Regions from separate parts of the Mus musculus genome. Here region 1 is linked to region 2. A link is a contact called in public Micro-C data. All regions are on one chromosome and are shown on one strand. The core of a region is the stretch at or near the end of the contact, and the rest is flanking DNA. Distances in the headings are between cores, read along the strand shown. Region 1 overlaps Pptc7 (PTC7 protein phosphatase homolog). Region 2 holds the start of Hvcn1 (hydrogen voltage-gated channel 1).

Region 1 (3,410 bases), core at 906-3,405, 110 kb after region 2:
GGCTCACAACCATCTGTAATGGGATCCGATGCCCTCTTCTGGTATGGCTGAAGACAGGAACAGTGTACTTACATTTAATAATAAATAAATTAAAAAAAAAAAAAGGCAAGCAACCGTCCTCCTGCCGCTGGTGTAACCCCATGTTCTCCAGGAGGCTCTTGGGCTAGCTTCTCTCCAGATTGATGGATGCTCTGAGCTTAGAAATCTTCAAGTGTGTCTGCCCCTCTTTACAGAAGTAGTTGTATCCACCACATATTCCTGCCTTTTCTATTTAACATATTACAGATTTTCTCTCAATTCAGAGGGTTATTCTGTTTGCAGTATGCCAATTAGCTAGTTTCTTGAAGCGTTCCATGTCAGGGTGGGAGATACACAGCCCTTAACTGTGCTAGAGCCTCTCTGGGCGCTCATGTTCTCTGCGGGCGGCTAGCCTCCTGAGAGCCAGAAGGGGCGTAGTGGTGTGGGTGGGAGAGGCTGGGATCAGAGACTGCAGACTGGACAGGAACACTCCCTTGCACATAGTGGAGGTTAGACCTGCCTCAGGAGAGAGCCTTCCTCTTGATCCATGTGCCATGCGTGACTGGTCTCTTGGCCTGGACTCAGCTTTACTCAATGGCTTTTGTTGAGCCTTTGAAACATACAGATGATGCTGTCAGCTAGTTTTCTCAGGATTGACATTTTGGTATGACTTCATGTTGTGAGGCGGGGTTAATGCCCCAGCTGGAGCATGGAGGTCACAGGACACTGGTGGCAGTCAGTTCTCTCACTTGTGGGTGCTTAGGATGGGAGAACTCAAGTGAGCAGGCTTGCTGGTCTTCCCCTTGTCTGCTGACTCGCTCGCTAGCCCAGCTTCCTTAGTTGAGGCCATATTTAAAGCCTCCTGACATTGTAAAATGCAGGTAGCAGGGCCTTTGGCACATACCTGCAGGGCTTCCTTCACCTTGCTGTTCCTCCTCTGTCCTTGCCACAGCCCAGACGCTGCTGATAGCACATCTTTCGATGTCCAGTTAGGAGATATCATCCTGACAGCAACAGATGGGCTCTTTGACAACATGCCTGATTACATGATCCTCCAGGAGCTGAAAAAACTGAAGGTAAGGAGCCTGGAGGCCCTGGGAGCTGCCGCTCTGCCCAGTGCCCTGTCCCTATGTTGGTTTGGAAAAGACTGTTTTTTGAACTTCACAAAATGATGGGTATACTATCCCAGGCGATTACAATTGGGAACATTAGAGGAGAACTGGGGGAGCCCTTGGCTCAGCCTTCCTCATAGGGTGGTCCAGGGGAGTCGGAAGTTGCTTTGTTTCCTCGTATCTTATGCACCTGCTTATGCCTCTCTCCTTTTCCTGTCACCACACACCCTGCGGTTGCTGAGGCTGGGAGGTCAGAAGTGAGACCAGGCAGCAAGGAGTGTGGGTGTTGACTAGAGCTATCACTGAGGGAGAGTTTGGCCTCTACCACAAAAGGTGGCAGGACCAGAAGCTGGGCTTTCCAGATTCTCTTAGCCCAGAGAAAGTTCTGGCTGGCAGACCTGGCCTTCTTCTCTGGCACCTTGCCATTCTGGCTTGGGGTGTTTCTTCTACTGTCCAAGCAGTGCCTCCTTGCCTGTGAACTGGGAAGAAGAAAAAGTCTTCCCCTTCAGGGTGGCAGGGAAGAGTAACCAACACCATGGGGAGGAAGTCCTAGCACCGTGCCTGCCCTGTGGTGGTCGCTTGTACTGGGGCACTGTGTGCTGACAGCCGTCAGCAGGAAGCACTCGGCCCACCCTCCGGGGCTTCCAGTGCAGAGGAGAACGGCTGGGGAGGAGATAGATACACAATATAGGCTGCTGGCAAGTGAGCAGGGTTAGAAATAAAGGGGACTCCTATCTTAGATTGGCTAGGGAAGGCCCCTGTGAGGAGGCGGCCTAGACGCACAGACCTGTTGGCTTTTCATTTTCTTTATGAACTTTGCTTTTTAAAAATATTATGTGTATGAGTGTTGCCTATGGAGGCAAGAAGAGAGTGTTGGATCCCCTGGAACTGACGTGAACAGTCTTGTGGATGCTAGGAACCAAACCTGGGTCCTCTGCAAGGACACCAGTACTGTTGATCTCTGGAGCCATGCCTCCAGCTGTCCTAGCCCTCTGCTGGTTGAAAGATGTAGAACCTTTGATGGCAGGGCTGAGCAGAGGCTTGTCCTCCAGCGCCCATTTTATAGATGAGGAAGTGGAAGTAGCTAGGACAGGGCATGGTCAGAGAACGCACAGCAAAGCAAGAGTCTGCTATGGCATACAAAGCCTGCAGGCCAGTCTCAGCATAGCCAGCACCAGAGCACCTCTTACTTGAAAAAAGCTAATATGGCTAGCTAGGTGTTTTCCCAAACATGGGGACTTCTGAGGCACCATGAAAATGTGGCCCAAACCCACCTTTTCAGACCATCCCATTTTAGCAAGAATACCTCAAAAATTTCAAATGGAAGACCAAAAATGAAAATCTTAATTAAAAATGTGGAGCCATTTCAACCAAAGGTTCAGGCAGGGCCTTGATCTGACGGGCTTGGTCCCCGTAGTGCTGTCTCCATGTCTTTTCTCACTGGATAAACCTAAGTGCTGGGGGAGTGTTCAGGTGAGTGTGCTGCCTGCCGCAGACCATCTGGGTCCCTTTGTCTGCGTGGAGCGGGTCTCTGGGTGCAGATGGGCAAGGAGTTGGCGGGTGACAGACAGACCAACACGTGAGATTGTGTAGAATCTGAATGTATTTTGTCATGTTGAGCATCAAACTTTTTATACCGAAGAATAACAAGAAACCAGGCAAAATACGATCCACCAAGTTACAGTGATGAAATACAAAAGGAATGTATACATCAAAAGAAGGCGGGGACCAGGCTGCTGCCACTATGAAGGGAGCCAGGTGTAAAGCTAGTCTATTGTTAAGCCCACCACCAGGGGTTCTGCACTAGCAGGCCTTCTCATGAATACTGCAATACCACAATCCCCCTATTTCCTGGGTCTTTAGAAGAATTTACCAACTTGCTTCTAATATGAAGCTTGCTATACCTGGCTGTAGGGAAGATCTAAGTCTCAGTGGGATTCCCTAGCTCTATTATGGTATTCCCTTGTTTGGGTGAGATTTGTTATTGTCCTTAGTAAATACTTTGCAGACCAGCTCTGAGCTGCTGGCTCCGTTTTTTGTAATGCTTAGTTACTGAATAGGTAACTTCCTTACTGCATTCCTGCCGGATTCCAAGCTCAGTTGCTTCTGGGACCTTGGAACACTGGCGAAGGCTCTGGTTACGTCAGAATTCAATCTTAAAAGGCACTTAAAATAATATAATGCTAAAAGAGAGCGCAGGGATCCATACACCAGACTAACGTGGGAATAGGGTATGTATATGGGTTAATGAGAACGCCAAAGCTCCAGGAGGTGAGTTTC
Region 2 (3,295 bases), core at 307-2,806:
CCACAGTCAGGAGCAGAGAGAGAATAACTCATGAGTCCTGTTTGTTTCATCGCTTAGCTAACTTTTTCCTCTCTCACATAGCTGCAGGAGGCCTGCCTAGGGAATGATGCCGCCCACAGTGAGCTGGGTCTTAAGACAATCCCCACAGGTCAACCCAATGTAGCCGGTCCTTCATTGAGACCCTCTTCCCAAGTGATTCTAGGCTGTGTCAAGTTGAAAGCTAAAAGGGACAGGTACACACAACAGGGAGTCAGCCAGAGAGTCCAGAGCTTGGGTCTTGGTAGCTGAAGCCATATCTTGTCTTATACTGTTTGTAACTCATGGCAGGATGTATTGCTGATGTCAGCCCACAGCTTTGAGGTGGTTCATTAGATGGAGGGACTCCTGTTCCTTCTCCCTGGCCTTCCTCACCCTACAGACATGAGGAGGAACTGTCTCACCCTGTCTAGCTGACCCCGAAGTAGGAGAGTTTTGATTTTTTTCCGTGTGCCTGTGCACTGCATGCATGCAACTGTCTGTGGAGGCCAGAAGAGGCCATCAGATGCCTGGTTGTCAGCCACCATGTGGGTGCTGGGAACCAAACTTGGCTCTTCGGGCAGAGCAACAAGTGCTCAAATCGTTGAGGCATCTCTCCAGCCCTGAGAGATAAGTTTTGGATGAAACACAAGAAGGCTGAAGTTCAGGATGGAGCAGGCCATACCTTAGGAACTTTCAGGAGGCTGTTATATCACAACATTTCTGAGGAGTCCTGCCACCATCCAACCTAGCTTGCCACCAGCATGGAGGACAGGGGAGCTGGTAGAAGCCAGTGGATCAGAGACCAATGGGAGGCAGATAATGTTCCTGTGCAGTGCCACACAGTATTGCAGCACCCGTGGAGATGCAGCCTTAAGCTCGAAGGGGGCTGTGCACTAAGCATCTGGAAGGGAGGCTAGCCCACACCTGCAGGTGGTTACAAGGAAACAAGTGTTGCGGATAACCGGCTGAATTAGGCCAGAATTGAAGCTGAAGTCACTGAACTCTAAGGAAACTGGCTTTTAGAGTTTCACACACAGCAGCCATGAAGGGCTGGGGTTCTGAAGAAGCTAAAGTTTGGGTTCCATTACACGGACCCGGGGCTTTTGGGCTGCAGTGGGTCTGAATAGGTGTGCTAGGAAGCCCACTCCTTCCCCTCCACACACACACACACACACACACACACACACACACACACACTGTCTCTTAGTGACTCTCCTGAATTTTCCTTCCCAGCCCAGAGAGAGTGGGTTCAGTCATTCCCCCACCAGCTTATGATACATTTCTTTTGCCCTTACTTTCTTGGGACTGTCTCCATTAGCAGGTAAAAAGTTTCTCTTTAACCTGCTCTTGCATCAGTTGGCCCCCTGAATTCAGCTAGGGAGTTCATCTCCTCCAGTAAACACAGGAGCTTTGGAAGAGAGAGGGAGGAGGAGGTCCTTGGATGAGGCGTTTGAGTGGGGGTGGGGTGGGATTAGCCGGAAGAGAGTTCCAGCCCTGTGCATACTCCCGGGGTCTTTGTCATTTGATAGCCGCTTCAAGTTAGTGCCTCTCAGCACACTAGTGCCTCCGTAGGCCTTTGAGTTTGCAGCAGCAATAAGTTCGAGCAGCTCTGGAAACTCCCGCCACACCACACCCCCAAAGGCAAGGGCCCTCCCCCTGGGCTCTTCAGAGCTGGGGTGTGCCTGAGTCTCTACCCTGGGATGAGAACAGAGCTAAGCAGACTGCTGCCAGGTAACGAGGATGAGGCTTGGGGTGGGGAGGTCAGGGCGCCCCCCTCTTCCTTCCAACCTTAGTTGTATCTCGAGCTGAGGGCAGCTGCGATCTTCTCCCTGCTCTGCACACCCGCCAGCCGCGGGGCCCGGGAGGGAGGAAGGAAGCCCTGGCCACCCTCCATCCTCGTGATTCCCTGCTGCTCTTTTGTCCATTTTGGCTGGCGGGGAGTGGAGGACTAGGCCAGGGGGCACCGTGGGGTGACCAAGGCCCTGGCTGCTTCTTGAACTGTGACTGCCCACCCCGCTCTCCTCCCCGGGGAATTGAGCATTGACAGGCGCATCCTCTCCTGGTGGGTGTTAACCTGGATCCACAGCCATGACTCTGCCACACCCAGCATCTTGTGACTTGTGGAGAAGTAACCCTGTCCCCCTCACACAGGTGGAGAGAGCCAGCCAGCCACTGCAAAGGAGTGCTGCAAACTACCAGCAGGTGAGTGTGAAGCCCTAAGCCCTGTTTTCCATCCCAGAGCCCTACAGCCACCCCAGGGAGACAGCAGGAGGGAAGGAGATACAGCTAGCACCACAAGAGCAGACCCCCAAGGAGTCAGCACACTGGTGCACCCTAGCAAGAAGAAACCCAATTTAGTGGAGCCTTCTTGAAATGATTCGAAGCCCTATCTGTTGGGTTCAGGAGTGCCAAGGAACAAGAATGGTGGGTGGGTGGGTTGGGGCCTGGTTATACTGTAAGACCGAGAAGCAACAGCAACAGCGTGCATTTCTGCTCTTCTGAAGCCCCCACCACTTACCCAGCACCTACTGCCTGCGAGTACCTGATTCTACATGCCTTAGAGGTGGGACACTGCCTCTGTGTCTCTGTATCCTTCTCTGCCCTATGGCATTCAGAATGGCACCTACCTCCCAGGAATGCTGAGGTGATGGGGAGAAGCCTAGCAATCCCCACTCCCACCCCCAAACCTAGCACGGGATCCTTGGGAGCTGCGTTCCTCTCTGCTCAACCTTGCCCCTCTGAAGGCATTTCTGCCTACTGGGCATTTCATCTCAGGTTGGCGGGGACGCTCTGAGCTTTGCAGTGTTTCCTGACTGCCCACCAGCAGCTTGAGGTTTCTTGAGAAAGGCCGTGGTTGAGGATGGCAACTTCTGCCTCCAAGACTCCCCTGGCAGCAAGGCTGGTCAAGGCAGGGTTTTGAAAATCTCTAGGCTAGGTCTTACCCAATTCCAGAGCTGCTGGGCAGCCCACAACCTTCCCGTGGCCATGTTTTGCAAGAAGGAAGAAGCCCGGACTTCTTGTCCAGGCTTTCCCGCCTGTAGCGCATGCCTCCATCCTTCTTTCCCAACTCCCACTCCATCTAGGCCAGTCACAAGTTCTGGCCTACACAGATCTCCAGTCTGGATGCTGTGTCACCATGACTACACCCAAGTCCAGACCTCCATCCTCTTTGGCCCTCCCCATCATGTCCCTGCTATAACTTTTCATTTTTTAAAGATGTATTTATTTTATGTATATGAGTGCTCTGTGTATACCTGCATGGCAGAACAGGGCATCA

The links. A called contact is a pair of places that touch in the nucleus more often than the background predicts.
Region 1: a contact with region 2 is called in a Micro-C map of B cells, with 4 times the contacts expected there. The contact joins the enhancer-like site here to the promoter of Hvcn1 in region 2. A contact is called at or near these places in 1 of 39 promoter capture datasets (maxillary cranial neural crest), 4 of 484 Hi-C or Micro-C datasets (B cells, CD4 T cells and nephron progenitors), 5 of 115 datasets of contacts at active chromatin or transcription factors (double positive thymocytes, effector CD8 T cells, embryonic stem cells and 1 more) and 4 of 9 other capture datasets (adipose tissue, embryonic stem cells, liver and 1 more).

Annotation. Positions count from the first base shown.
Region 1 is chr5:122,316,141-122,319,550 of GRCm38.p6, forward strand. It overlaps Pptc7 (PTC7 protein phosphatase homolog), which reads left to right. Exons shown (of 6, transcript NM_177242.4): 4 at 971-1,094. Among named protein-coding and RNA genes, the nearest start is that of Pptc7, 33 kb to the left of the region's middle. Within about 2 kb of position 2,156, at least 92 of the 459 cell types and tissues checked have an H3K27ac peak or open chromatin away from gene starts, as enhancers often do. A contact at or near this core is called in B cells, adipose tissue, double positive thymocytes and 2 more, where this site is marked.
Region 2 is chr5:122,208,173-122,211,467 of GRCm38.p6, forward strand. Hvcn1 (hydrogen voltage-gated channel 1) reads left to right here and starts at 1,557. Exons shown (of 8, transcript NM_001042489.2): 1 at 1,557-1,749; 2 at 2,170-2,220.